Regions from separate parts of the Zea mays genome. Here region 1 is linked to region 2. The links are chromatin contacts, called in public Hi-C maps. All regions are on one chromosome and are shown on one strand. The core of a region is the stretch at or near the end of the contact, and the rest is flanking DNA. Distances in the headings are between cores, read along the strand shown. Region 1 holds the start of LOC100275609. Region 2 holds the start of LOC100285668.

Region 1 (7,497 bases), core at 3,549-6,048, 510 kb after region 2:
ACTCGGCAAAGACCTCTTTGCCGAGTGCCGACTGACAGGCACTCGGCAAAACCTTAACTTATTGTTTTTGCCGAGTGCCCGCCAGCTCGCACTCGGCAAAGACAGCTTTGCCGAGTGTCTTTTCTGGACACTCAGCAAAGTATGTTTTTTATTTTTTTCTTTTCTCAACCAAACTTTTTGTGGTATGTTCCTACACTATGTAGACCTACATGTACCATTTTGGGACAATTATAATAGTGTTTTCAATAGCTAGTAGATTTAATTCGTTTATTTGAATTTCTTCGGAAAATTCAGATTTGAATTGCAAGTCACTCAAAACTTGGAAAACTGTGCATGCAAAAATGATATTTATGTTAGGTAACACAAGTTACGATCGATTTCACGAGCAGACCGGAACCTTCGAGCATCATACTCACTAAACATGACCGTGAACTTACCATACAGTTGTTTGAAAATTGTATAAAACACAAACAAAGTCAGAAAATCATGAAACTTGTCCATGTGTCATGATATCATATATAGAGCCTGTGATAATGACACGTGGACAAGTTTCATGATTTTCTGACTTTGTTTGTGTTTTATACAATTTTTAAACAACTGGATGGAAAGTTCACGGTCATGTTTAGTGAGCATGGTGCTCGAAGGTTCCGGTCTGCTCGTGAAATCGGTCGTAACTTGTGTTACCTAACATAAATATCATTTTTGCATGCACGGTCTTTGGCAGAACGTGATCATCTAGAAGCAGACTCCCAATAACCGTCAACAAGCCATTGAATGCGTCTCTACTCATGCTGTACTGCGACTTGAACGCCATTACACGCCCAATAGCATCCAGTTGAGAAACCTTTGTCTGGACATGAAGGGGCTTCTGTGCCGCGTCGAACATGTCATAGAATGCCTTTGCAGTCGGCTCTGGCTCGTCATCCATACATCCTCCCGTGTACTGTGCTTCCTGATAGTCATTCAACATATCCGCTACCCCCGCATCGGCATCATAATCCTTGACACGTTGTCTTAGCACTTCCTCTCTCATACGATGCGCTTCACCATGAAATATCTACCGAGTATAGCCCGGCGTAAATCCATTCTTCCAAAAGTTCTACCATGGCCTTCTTTGGTTTTCTTTTCCGGTTGGCACATTTGCTGCACGGACATGGGACTAGACTCGCTCCTTTAGCAGCTTCGCCATATGCCCGTTCTATGAAATCATCGGTTTTTCTAATCCATTCATGGGTCACATCGCTCCTTCCTCTATGGCCCATGTACATCCATTCACGGTCCTCCATCCTCTAACATAAGCCTAACAATAGAAAATTTTGGCAGCACCTCCCCTGCACGGGAAGGTTTATAAAACCTGCAAATAAAAATATCAGCACGATGGCTGACAACCACGTATATTTCAACGACACGATGGCCGGCAATCACATTTATATATTCAATCCACTCCATAGCCACATGCAAACTACATTTATATTTTAATCGAATCGTTGCCGAGTGCCGAGTGCTATCACTATCAAACCTAATATCAAACCTAACAATTCCATATAACCATATGTAGACCAACTATATAACTATATGTAATTATTTCATATAACATAATAATAATCGAATCTATCACATGTAACTGCATATAACCATATTAGATCGTATACCTTAACCGGAGCGGCGGTGGTTGGCGGAGATGGACGAAGCGGGGAGGATGGCGCGAGATTGACGGGGTGAGGGCCGGAGTGGCGGAGATGGCGCGACGCGCATGGTTGGCAGCGCGCGGGTAGCAGGGCGCAGGGGCGGCGGCACGCGACCCGGCGGCGTGGGGGCGACGCGAGGGCCGGCGGTAGGGCCGTGCTGCGGTGGGGGCGGCGCAGTGTGCTGCGCGCGGTGGGAGATAGAGAGTGAGCGAAGAGAAGAAGAGGAAGACGGCTGGTGTATTATTCAGCGGCTTTGCCGAGTGCCAGATTACGGGCACTCGGCAAAGAATTTCTAAAAAATTTAAAAATATATTTTGCCGAGTGCCGACTGACAGGCACTCGGCAAAACCTTAACTTATTGTTTTTGCCGAGTGCCCGCCAGCTCGCACTCGGCAAAGACAGCTTTGCCGAGTGTCTTTTCTGGACACTCAGCAAAGTATGTTTTTTATTTTTTTCTTTTCTCAACCAAACTTTTTGTGGTATGTTCCTACACTATGTAGACCTACATGTACCATTTTGGGACAATTATAACAGTGTTTTCAATAGCTAGTAGATTTAATTCGTTTATTTGAATTTCTTCGGAAAATTCAGATTTGAATTGCAAGTCACTCAAAACTTGGAAAACTGTGCATGCAAAAATGATATTTATGTTAGGTAACACAAGTTACGATCGATTTCACGAGCAGATCGAAACCTTCGAGCATCATACTCATTAAACATGACCGTGAACTTACCATCCAGTTGTTTGAAAATTGTATAAAACACAAACAAAGTCAGAAAATCATGAAACTTGTCCATGTGTCATGATATCATATATAGAGCCTGTGATAATGACACGTGGACAAGTTTCATGATTTTCTGACTTTGTTTGTGTTTTATACAATTTTTAAACAACTGGATGGAAAGTTCACGGTCATGTTTAGTGAGCATGGTGCTCGAAGGTTCCGGTCTGCTCGTGAAATCGGTCGTAACTTGTGTTACCTAACATAAATATCATTTTTGCATGCACGGTTTTCTAAGTTTCGAGTGATTTGCAGTTCAAATCTGAATTTTCCGAAGAAATTCAAATAAACGAACTAAATCTACTAGCTATTGAAAACACTGTTATAAATTATAATTGTCCCAAAATGGTACAAGTAGGTCTACATAGTGTAGAAACATACCACAAAAAGTTTGGTTGCCAAAATTTAAAAAATAAAAATATACTTTGCCGAGTGTCCAGAAAAGACACTCGACACAGCTGTCTTTGCCGAGTGCCAGCTGGTGGGCACTCGACAAAGAATCCTCTTTGCCGAGTGACAACCGACGGCCCTCGGCAAAGGTTAACGGCCGTCAGCTTTAGACGGTCGTTGACGGCTCTTTGCCGAGCGCCTTCTTTGCCGAGGGTTCGACACTCGGCATAGAAGTTTTTGCCGAGTGTTCTTCTGCACCGAGTGTCCTGCACTCGGTAAACAACCTCGTTACCGAGTGTAGGACTTTGCCGAGTGTGGCTCTCGGCAAAGCTGTCTTTGCCGAGTGCCCGACTAAAAACACTCGACAAAGCTCCTAGCACTCGACAAATGCCTGGATTCCGGTAGTGATTGGATGGATTTGAATCCCAAACAAGTCAAATTTCTTCTTAATTTTTTCTAATCCCATCCAATCCATGTGTATTGGGAATAACCGAACAAGACCTACCATGGTGGCAGCACAGCAAGGATAGCGTCTGAGTTGAAAAGAAAATATGCTATATGTTATTTATATATTGATTTTGGTGATTAATGATCAACACAATACTGTAATCTAACTAGTTTGTTAAGTAAGTGAATACAACTTCATAAGAATAAGATTGATGCATTCAATGAGAAAGATAGCTCAAACATAGGTCAGAAGAGGTAAAACTTTGATAAGTTGAAATATGAGTAGTTTTATAAGTTTAGATAAGTTCTAAATGACCTTAGTAATATTTTTGAGCACCTTAGTAAGATTGAGAAGTCGGATTATTTTTGGAAAAAAGTGCTTGTGGTGCTAAGAGTATCTCCAATAGATCTCTTGAAAATGACTTCTCAAAATCAGTTTTAATGGACATTTAAAAAATTAGTGGGGTTAGATTTTAATTATTTTTCTAACAGATCCCTTAAAACGATAGATTATTTCTAAGAAGCCCAAAAAACCTCTTACTTGTAGCTACAAATTAAAGAGTTTTAAGGGATATGAAAAATTTAGGAGTGTTTTAGGGAAACTGTTGAAGACACGTTTTTTGTTTTTCCTAAAAAATTTAATTTAGGAGAAACTTTTAAAAAGCTCTAGGAGATGCTCTAAGTTTGAGGTAGATTAAGAATATAAGGAGGTGTTTGAATGCACTAGAGATAATAATTATGGCTAAAATTAGCTAGAGACATCCAAACACCCTTTAGCTATTAGCTATTTTTAGTAAATTAACTACTAGTTAGCTAACTATTTGTTAGCTAGCTAATTCTATTAGTATATTTTTAGCTAACTAATTAGAGCATCTTCAAGAGACTAGCTAAATGACTCGCTAAGCCAAATTTTAGCTACTCAATAGTGAATTAAATCTCCAACAGACTAGCTATCTGACTCGCAAGCTATCTGACTCTGTAAATTGGCTCTCTCACTAGCTAAATTTGGCTAGTCACCTGACTAGCCAAACTAAATAGATAGTCTGTTGGACTGAGATGCTATATATAGAATGTAATCTTTATGAAAACGTAAATAGATAGTCAAATAGAGAGAAAAAATGAAGAGTCTCTCGGAGATGCTCTTATTAGCTTTAGTGCATTCAAACATACTCTAAGTCAGAGATTAAAGAAAGATAAAAAAACTATGACTTAAGGGGTGTTTGAATGCACTAGAACTAATAGTTAGTTGACTAAAAATTGTTAGTAAAATTAGCTAGCTAACAAATAACTACCCAACTATTAACTAATTTACCAAAAATAGCTAAGTTATTTGGATGTCTCAACTAATTTTAGTCACTAACTATTATTCAAACACCTCCTTAGATTATTAATAGGTCGTGTATCGGTCGACCCGTTTGGCATCTGCAGTGGTGGGCGTAAAATATATCCCGTCAGCCATGACGCAGATCGACGGAACACGAACGGCGCACTCAACTGCTCATAGAACCAAAACCCCTCTCCGTCACCGCGGTGGCAACCTGCCGTCATCGCCATCGCCGCGTGCGTTCTCGAACGTTCTTGTGGCCTAGAAATACACGTTTCCCAGGCCGGCGACGCCGACGCCGACGCGGTCACGCCTTTTTTTTCAGCCGGCTGGTTCACGTGCTCGACGACGGCGAGCGTCTGTCTAGGTGCGTACAGGACGGCGGGCGCTCAATACGTCCACCCGCAATTTCGATTTGCTCAGTTGAAGTATTTAAATCGATTCAGCGACTGTTTCTGTGACGGGATGATGGTTCTCGTTCCTGGCGAGGCGAATTTTGTCATCTCGTTCGTATCGGGGCTAGATTTAGTTGTTTGGCTATAGTTTGGCTGAAGGGTAATTTGTTAGATATAAAACCGGATTGCCCATTTTAGTCCATGATGATGATTGACTATATTATGTTGATTAATCCTACTAGATCAGATGCGCTTGAGGTTTCGAGTTCTTTTTTTTTTTGCATGACCAATTCCATATGTTCCGTGCGTGCCTGACTGATAACCTAATCAGTAGCACTATCACATGCTTTTTTGGTAATCCGAGGAATTGATAGCATGAGGTGGGTCTTGTATCAGGAGCAAGATGGATGGGAACAGGATAGCTCGGTTTTCGGTCACCTGGAGGGGCAGCCAACTTGATGTGGATGCGGATCCAAGTTGTACCGTGAAAGAGTTTGGGCAACTGTTGCAGGACTTGACTAGTGTTAGGCCAGAGACGTTGAAGCTCATTGTTCCACGATCTACAAACAAAGGCTCCAAGCTGATCATGCCATTTTCGGATGCACATTCGAGATTGACACTGAATGGAGTGGGTATTAGCGAGGTAAGATGTGGCTAGCGTGTGCCATTCGCATACTCGTTAGTATATCACTTGACAGTGGATATTATAACGGCAGATGGCGTATGAAATCGTTGTGACTGAAGTTTTTCTTACTACAGGGAAAACCTATCCGAATGATGGGAGTTTATGATGATGAAATCGAGGAGGTATCCGACAATGGCAAAAGACCTGACCAACGCATTATTGGATTTGATGAAGAAGAACAGCGGCTTAGGCAAAGATCATTAGGCAGGCCACAGATTTCACTCAAACTTCCCCAGGGACAATACATCTTCTGCGATTTTCGGACGCTTCACTTACCTGGGATTGAGGTTAGTCAACCTCCCTTCTCCTACCTGCTTTGTAGTGCCTAGTGCCCTGCAGATGTTCCAGTTTCCTGTACCTTGCTTGAATTATGTACACTCTTCACCTCAATAAGTTCATTCAGTATGCACCTTAAATATTTGCTAATGGTTTAAGGAACTACATCAGTGTATTTTTGCACAAAGTTCTGTCTGGGACTGCTTGTTTTGGGCTCGGAGTTGCAAAAAGTGTTAATTGCTTTATAGTGTCAACAATTATGATTTTTATTGTAAAACCTCGCCTAGAACATGCTAGTACAAGTACACACATTTCTAATTTGTATGTCCTTGGATGTGCAATGGGGTTGTTTTGACTTAATCTGCTGTACCTGTTTACTTACCTTTTCCCTGCTAGCTGAATCCTCCACCTTCGGAAGCTCTGAAACGAATGCACATGCTTGCATGCGACCCTGGTGTAATTGCGATCATGAAAAAGGTAATTGCCTTAAAGAAGTGATCATATGCTTACTAAGGGAGGTCCATTTTTATTTGACTTTGTTGTTGTTTTCAGCATAAATGGAGAGTCGGAATCATGACTGAGATGGCTCCTGTTGGATATGTAGGCATCAGTCCAAAATGTATTTTAGGTTTCAATAAGGTGAACATAAGCTGTCACAATTTATATGCAATAGATTGCTAGAAAAAGTAACACATTAGTTTCTGAAATATACCTGTGGGTCATATTATTCATGCAGAACATGGGAGAGGAGATATCTCTTCGCCTGCGAACTGATGATTTGAAGGGATTCAGGAAGTATGAAAGTATCAAGAAAACTCTACTTCATGAGCTTGTATGTTTTTTTTGGTTTTTTAAAGATTTCCCATAGTTTTTGTTCACTGCATGGGGTCTTTTTTATCTTACACTAAAGATATCTCTTTGCCTGTATTGCAATTGCAGGCACATATGGTGCACTCTGAACATGATGCAAACTTTTTTGCCCTTAATAAGCAGGTGTTTCCTAGATATTCCCATCACATTCGGTTGCCTATCTTGTTACATTTGCGTTTATTTGATCTTAATTTTGCTTTTTAATTTTTGGCAGTTGAACGAGGAAGCTGCTTCCATGGACTGGACCAAGTCTACAGGTCATATGTTGAGTGGTCGTAAAATCTTCGATTCATATGAAGAGGAATTTGTTCTAGAACCAGAGATAACTGTTGCTGGTCACAGGCTCGGGGGAGAGTCAAGTTCGCTTGCTAGCGCTCGTGCGTTGTCTGGAGCTGCTGCTTACCAGCGTTTTCTGAATGCATCTGCAAATGTGGATCATGCTTCAGGCACTAAAATTGAATATAGTTCTGATGATGTTCCTCGAGGTTTTGTTCATGAAACTGTGAAGGTAGAGCCAGATCCAGATTATGCTATGCATGTGGATTCAGCAGCTGGGCTATCATTTGCAGGGCAGCATACTATTGGTTACTCTGATCCTAATCCTGACGATGTTGGCAAGCAAAGTTTTGATAGATGCCTA
Region 2 (6,446 bases), core at 1,326-3,825:
AATAGTCAAGTAATAGCATTTATTGCACTATAAATTGATATTTTTCCTTAGTGTGTGTGAGTGTATCCAATACTCCAATCAGGTAGTAATGTCTGTAGTTTTCTAACCAAGAAGTTATGTAAGTATTGAGATAGGCTGATTGACAAGGTTTCAACTTTCAACAGACTCTGCTGGTTGCATTTTATTTGTCCACTAGTTTTGCAGTATTAAAAGAAAAACATCAACAAAGAATACTATGGAGAAAATCAGTAGCTAAGCAAAGAAAAAGAAAAAAAAACGACTATAGCGTGGACACCCAATCATCCATGAAATGAAACTAGCAAACTTAGGAATGATGACACGCGATAATATAAACTGAGTAGGTCTGTTTCACACTGCGACTAAGAAACATTCCTACACTACGTTCAGAAAAGTCCTATCAGCAGCAAATCAATCTGCAACAGTCACATGCATACTGTGAAATGTTCAAAGATCAATAGAAAAATATGAACTCCTGTACACAATGGGCATTGTACATAAAACAAAAAAAATGTGAAGAGTAAAACTGAAGCCCCAAGATGGTAACAAAGGCACATCACCCAATCCTGAGTTTCAACAAAACTTTAAAAAATGAACAGGAAGTACCTCATTCTAATTAATAGAACCATTCTGAGAATCTATAGGCATAAAGTCTTTTTACTGTCTTCTGAAGGACATGATTCGCAATGCAACTTAGAGAGAGAGAGAGAGAGAGAGAGAGAGAGAGAGAGAGAGAGACTGCCTTTAGGCTATCCACACTCATTCTACTCTAAATTTCTACTCTAAAAGGAATATTCTATCCTAGTCATCAACATTTTAAAATACAGTAGCCAAACTCCCGCATTCAAAACTACTCTATATCTCAACCCTATACAAACTACCACATTTTTTTATCAATATATATCAAAAATTCCCACCGGCTGGCTGGCTGTTCCCACCGGCTACAGTGCATAGAGTTGCCACCGGCCGAACTCCAGATGTAGCGTCCAAATCGCGGCTACAGTGGATAGAGTAGCACATCCAGTACGCGAGTGCAGCAAAATTTCTACGCTATCCTTTAGCGTTCGCGTGTCCAGCTCGTCGGTGCGGCTAGCCTTACTTCTTTGACTTGTGCTAAACTAAAGTGTACAGATATATTCTTTAATACTCACAGGACAGCAACCTTGCATATGTTAGCTAGGTCTAAAAATTGTGTGAGACCATCCATAGGTCAATTTCACGCTCTCTCGCTGCTATACCCAACTTATGAGATAAGGATCACAACTTAATGTGCCAGTTGCTTACTAATGAAACTAAAGAGAAATTGATGAATTGATTATGATGGATCTTTAAAAAAATGGAATAAGACAGGCCCAACCAATTGCTTGACAGCACAGGCTCATCAGGTTCAAGAAAGCAGCAACATGATACCAGTCGTCGAATAAAAGGAGATCAATACAAAGAAAGGTACAAAAGGTAGCCGAAGGAACACAGTAAAGAATCTCGCCTGGCCTAAACTCCAAACAACGTTTAGAACCAAAAGCAAAGACGGTAGATGAGCAATGCTCCAATATCCCAACCACTCGATCTTTTGGGGAAAATATTAAATATCCCAACCACTCGTGCGCGCTACCCTCTTCGACCATTCCTTGTTTGCTCTTTGAGAAATCGACCCTTTTCTGCTTCTGAGAAAGCATCAGACAAATTTTCAACTCCTCTGGATACTAATCACTTCTCTGATAAAAAAAAACTCGATTGATCTACATGATACACCGCGCATTTGGAATAAAGCCGTCCCGTCCGTGGATTGAAAGGGTGCGAATAAAAACCAAACCATATAAAAAAACCGAATTCGAACAACAGCTACAGATCCGAATCTATCTAGATCACTGTTCGCTGCAAAGAACACCTCACAAGAGTTTACTGTGCGTCCTAAAGATAAACCCCTCCTAACTTCAGAAATTACAGGTTTTTTTACATGCAGACGCTTCCCTCCTCGAAATCAGAAAGAAACGAAACTGAATACCAAAATATGTCCCCGCCCATTTACCATCTAGTATAAGCGCGATCATTTTCGATAATCAAAATCATGCGGAAAAAAAACGAGAGAGAGAAAGCAGTGTTTAGGGGACCAAGGATCGCAGACGGAGCGGGCAGCCGCCACTGTCCACTGACGGGAGTCCACCGGAAGGAATCACCACCCGGCATCCGGCAAGAAGCGGCGTTTACGAGCTCACCTCCCACACGACCATGGCGTCCTGGTTGGTGCCCTTCCGGCCCTGCTGCGTGTGGAGGCACGCCACCGCGCTGGCGCCTTTGCCGCACAACCTCCCGGGGACCCGCGCGAGCTCGTCCTCCGTCATCTCCCCCGCTCCTCCGGGCAGCTTCTTCCCACCGCCGCCGGCGGCGCCGGCGCCGGCGGCCGCGCCCTCCCGGCTCCCGTGGCGCCGCTTCCGCCACGCCGCTGGGCCATCGCCGGCGGCGGGGGCCTCGGAGGAGAGGCAGGAGCCCATGACGGCCAACGGGAGGGAAGCGACACGGTGGAGCACAGGGTGGAGGTGGCGGTGGTAACTGCCGCTGCCTGCCTGTCTGTCTGCAAACTGTTCTGATGATGCTCGAGATTTGCAGGTCTAGTGGAGTCATTTGTATCGTATGGTCTTGTTGCTTGGAGGTCCGTGCTTAAAAAAATGGCATTTTGGTTTTTAATTAGGGTTTGGTTGGGTGTTGGTTTAATTGACTATTACGATGATGCTCTCCTCTCGTCTCCTCTATCCTCTCCTCGCGGGTGATGGAATCCAATGACGGTGAGACGGTGAACATTTTACTCCAAGATAAAGACAAGTTACCAAAAAAAATTGCCATGTGGGATGGTGGTGGCTGTCTCGATAAAGACACGTTTTTTAATTAATATTCGTTGTGGTTCCTAAGCTATACACTGAGTACAGTATGGAAAGCAATGCAAATACCGAGTGTATCTGCAATCTGTAATTGCAATAGGTAGTAGAAAATGATATAGATTAAAGGTAAACGAATAGACTAATTAACATCGAAATAATTAATATGAGAAAAACAGGCAACAAAGGGTAGGCACAGCAAGCATGTGCCCCTGTCGTCTTAAAACACACTGAGGGAGTGATGAGTACAGGAGTACCGAACTGCATTTTTTTCTCCTTTTTATTTTCTTGTTTAGTACGCAGTTGCGCTTAAAAATGTATAGTATAATCCAGAAAATACTCCCATTTCTCGACAGATTTCCAGTACTCCTGAAAGAGTATTTTAGAAGGAAAAAAAAGGGGAAAAGTTTTTTTAAAAAAAGTGAGCACCTCGCCAAGTATAAGGAGCGGTCCAATCCACTCATCTTTCTGAGACCACTTTTTGACACAAGGCGGGAACTTTCTGGTGCATCTCCTCCTCTTTGGATTCTGGATTGAGATTTTGCGCACTATACGACTGATGAATGTATAGTAGTCTCTTTGGCATAGCCCTTTTTTGTCAGCATGGGGAACGAGACGTCTGATGAGTGATTGCCTCATGGGCTCCCCCGCCCCCTTGGCCCTTGCTCTGCCCTCATCAGCACAGGTGCATGCAGTAGTGCTGATGAATCTGTGGGGCATGTCCCAAATTAATCAAGTTTTTCAGCTGCCAAACTGAATACCCCGGCGGTGGTTGAGTTGACTTGGCGGCCATTCAGATGAGAGTGCGTTGACAATAGCGCCCGTTTTATTTTTTGTTTTCAGTTAAACCGCACAGACGAAGTAGCTAGCTAGATATCCTGTGGTTGGTTGACCAAGAAGATCTCCGGGCACATGACTTTAGCTAATGTTGCCAAAACCGCGTCGATCGATCGCGAGAGAGAGAGAGATGTCCTGACTCCTGAGTGATCTTGCTGTCGCAGACAAGCAAGGCCGGAGGAGCCTCCGGCAATACGGCCTGCTGGATCGAGCTGTTGCATGTGAAAGCAACGTGCATGAAGCAAGCAGGCGAAGGCGAGTCTATCTCATTCCGGATCATGTCAATCTCATCCGAAACTGTAGGGGCATGTTCGTTTGCAGGGGATAATTTCCCCTAGTGGATCTAATCCAGGGAGGGATTGAGTGAATCCCTCCCTTTCACTTAATTCCCTTGGGGGTTTAATCCCTCTATGGTTTAATCCCTGCCTCAAAATATTCATTCGGTTAATCCCTGCCATATATAACAGAATTCAACAAGGAAACAAAAGAAGCAAGTCCGGCAACAATTCAATGGCTGAGTGATGTGTCCGGCAACAAATCAACACTTCTCTGAATTCTCAGAATTTCATAGGCCCATCAATTACATATTGATATATCACGTAAAATCTAAAATTTCATCTGTATACATAGTGAAGTATAATTGTCAATTGATCAAGTAAAATACAAGGTATCACAATATATTGTACAATTGCAATTATACCGAAGAAATGATTTGACAGTGAAAAAAATACAAATATAAAAACTGAAAGCCTGAAAGAAAACTACTCTAGAAAACTGAAAGCATGCTGAATGCAAAAGCTTTTGCATGGGAAGGACTGGACTGCACTACCGATCCTCCAACTGGTTTCCAAAAATAACAGTATTGTATGTTTCAGACATATTTGAAATAAAAAATATAAAAAAAATTGAATCGCTATAGCAGTCTAAGTTTCAGTTTAAACTCTCAAGCTAGACTCACAGCAAGAACAGAAGCTAATTGTATTCCTCATTTATTTGGCAGAAACTTGTCTTCAAGTGGGTTGGTCGGTCCTATCACTACCTATTTTGGAGATCTGAAAGCACTCCAGTACTACTTGCAAGTTCCAAATTAAACTCTATCTAGTTCATCTCCTCCCCTCTGCTTGTTTACTTGTATTTTTTACCTATTTTCTCTCTTGTATGTCTAGCGATTTCTGTTACCTGTACCCGGGATCTGTCACACAATAACTTGTCTTGCTCCATTCCAGATTACCTTGGAAAGCTTCCGTTTCTAGTGTTTCTGTAAGTCCCACTAAATATCTGCTCGAGTTTTAGAACCTTCATAAAGTGAACTTTTCATAGACATGCATATATTTCCAGTCATTGAACAGGCAACTTATAAGAACAGACACATGTCTTCTAAGAACAGAATGCCTACTACTAGCCTAATCCATATCAATACTACAACCTGTTCAGCTATCATACAATTAACACTAACTCTTTAGTGGCTCTAATACTGTTGTAAACTTGTACACACACAACTGTAAGAGATGGTTCTAGTGTGGAAGTAACATTTGTCTTGGATTATCTGTACATGTTAACATAACAGATTTGGAGCTGCAGTTTTATTATTGTGCATCACAGTACATTGCTTTTAGTTCTTTGGTCAATGAACTCAAAAGCATCTACCACTACAATTTATATGGGAACCTGCAAGCAGAGAATCTTGCAATAACAATATCTGGGAGATGGTGAAAGCTTCTTTTCATATTCTGTTTGGGAGGTCTACTCTTCAGTTATTTATATAAAGTTGATTTTTGATCATCCATTTTTTATGGCCATGAAGTGCATTGGACAGAAAAAAAATCTATAGAAGCAATTAAAATGGACACGAAGGCCTTTGTTCAAAGTAATTTGACATGCTACTACCATGGATAGTGACCTAGCAATATCTGAATGATTTATCTTTTGTTCTGCATAGACTTAGGTATTAAATTAAACTATAAACTTTGACAAGAACTAGCATTCCAGTAGTGCTTGGGCGCAGTAGTGCACGTAGTCTTGGCCGCCAGTAGTGCACGTGAGCTGAGCGGGATGCTCCTGGGGGCGCAGCACCGGTAGGACCAGGCCGGCGGTGTGCTGACGCCTCCCTCCCAACCCCGGATGCTGGCTTCGACGCTGCCTACCGCGACCTCAACGGACGGAGCCGACGAGACGGCGGGAATAGAAAGCCTAGGGAAGAGGGAGGAAGAAGCATACCAGTGAGAAGGCGGTCGCCGGAGCAAATCGACGCCGGATTGAAGAATTCCGTATCCGTGCCACCGCCGTCGCGTGCCCTTCGCGTGTGGTTTTCAGGCTGGGATATTTTCCACCTCCAAAGGACAGGGCGTGGTTACCGGGCTGGAACGACGAGGAACGAGCGGGATACAGGCCACGTCGGATTTAACCGAAGGCTCGTTTTCCTGTGGGCAGGACTTATTTCCAGACAGGAGGGATCCACAGGGTTTAGTCACTATTCCCGGTCGGGAATGGCCTAAACGAACATGGCCTAGATGGGAACTGGGAAGCAGGCACGGCACGACACGGCGCTACTGCTTGCAAATGCATGCAGATAATAATGCATGTCGTGCCCTGCCCTGCTGTCGTCGTGTCGTCCCGGTCCCGGCTGGATTTGGCAGGCTTCCGCTTCTCGACCACACCGTAGTAGATGGATCCGCGCGCGGCACGCGTTCGCACGGCGCCGCCGCCGATGTCCGGCCT

What was found. Hi-C and Micro-C count contacts between places; a contact is called where the count stands out from the background.
Region 1: a contact with region 2 is called in a Hi-C map of ear, with 2.7 times the contacts expected there. The contact joins the promoter of LOC100275609 here to the promoter of LOC100285668 in region 2. A contact is called at or near these places in 3 of 25 Hi-C or Micro-C datasets (ear, leaf and tassel).

Annotation. Positions count from the first base shown.
Region 1 is chr1:188,750,391-188,757,887 of Zm-B73-REFERENCE-NAM-5.0, forward strand. It overlaps LOC100275609, which reads left to right and starts at 4,799. Exons shown (of 10, transcript NM_001365910.1): 1 at 4,799-4,998; 2 at 5,423-5,669; 3 at 5,786-5,998; 4 at 6,384-6,464; 5 at 6,540-6,626; 6 at 6,724-6,819; 7 at 6,927-6,980; 8 at 7,072-7,497. The coding sequence starts at 5,430.
Region 2 is chr1:188,241,706-188,248,151 of Zm-B73-REFERENCE-NAM-5.0, forward strand. It overlaps LOC100285668, which reads right to left and starts at 2,576. Exons shown (of 5, transcript NM_001158559.2): 1 at 2,235-2,576. The coding sequence starts at 2,510.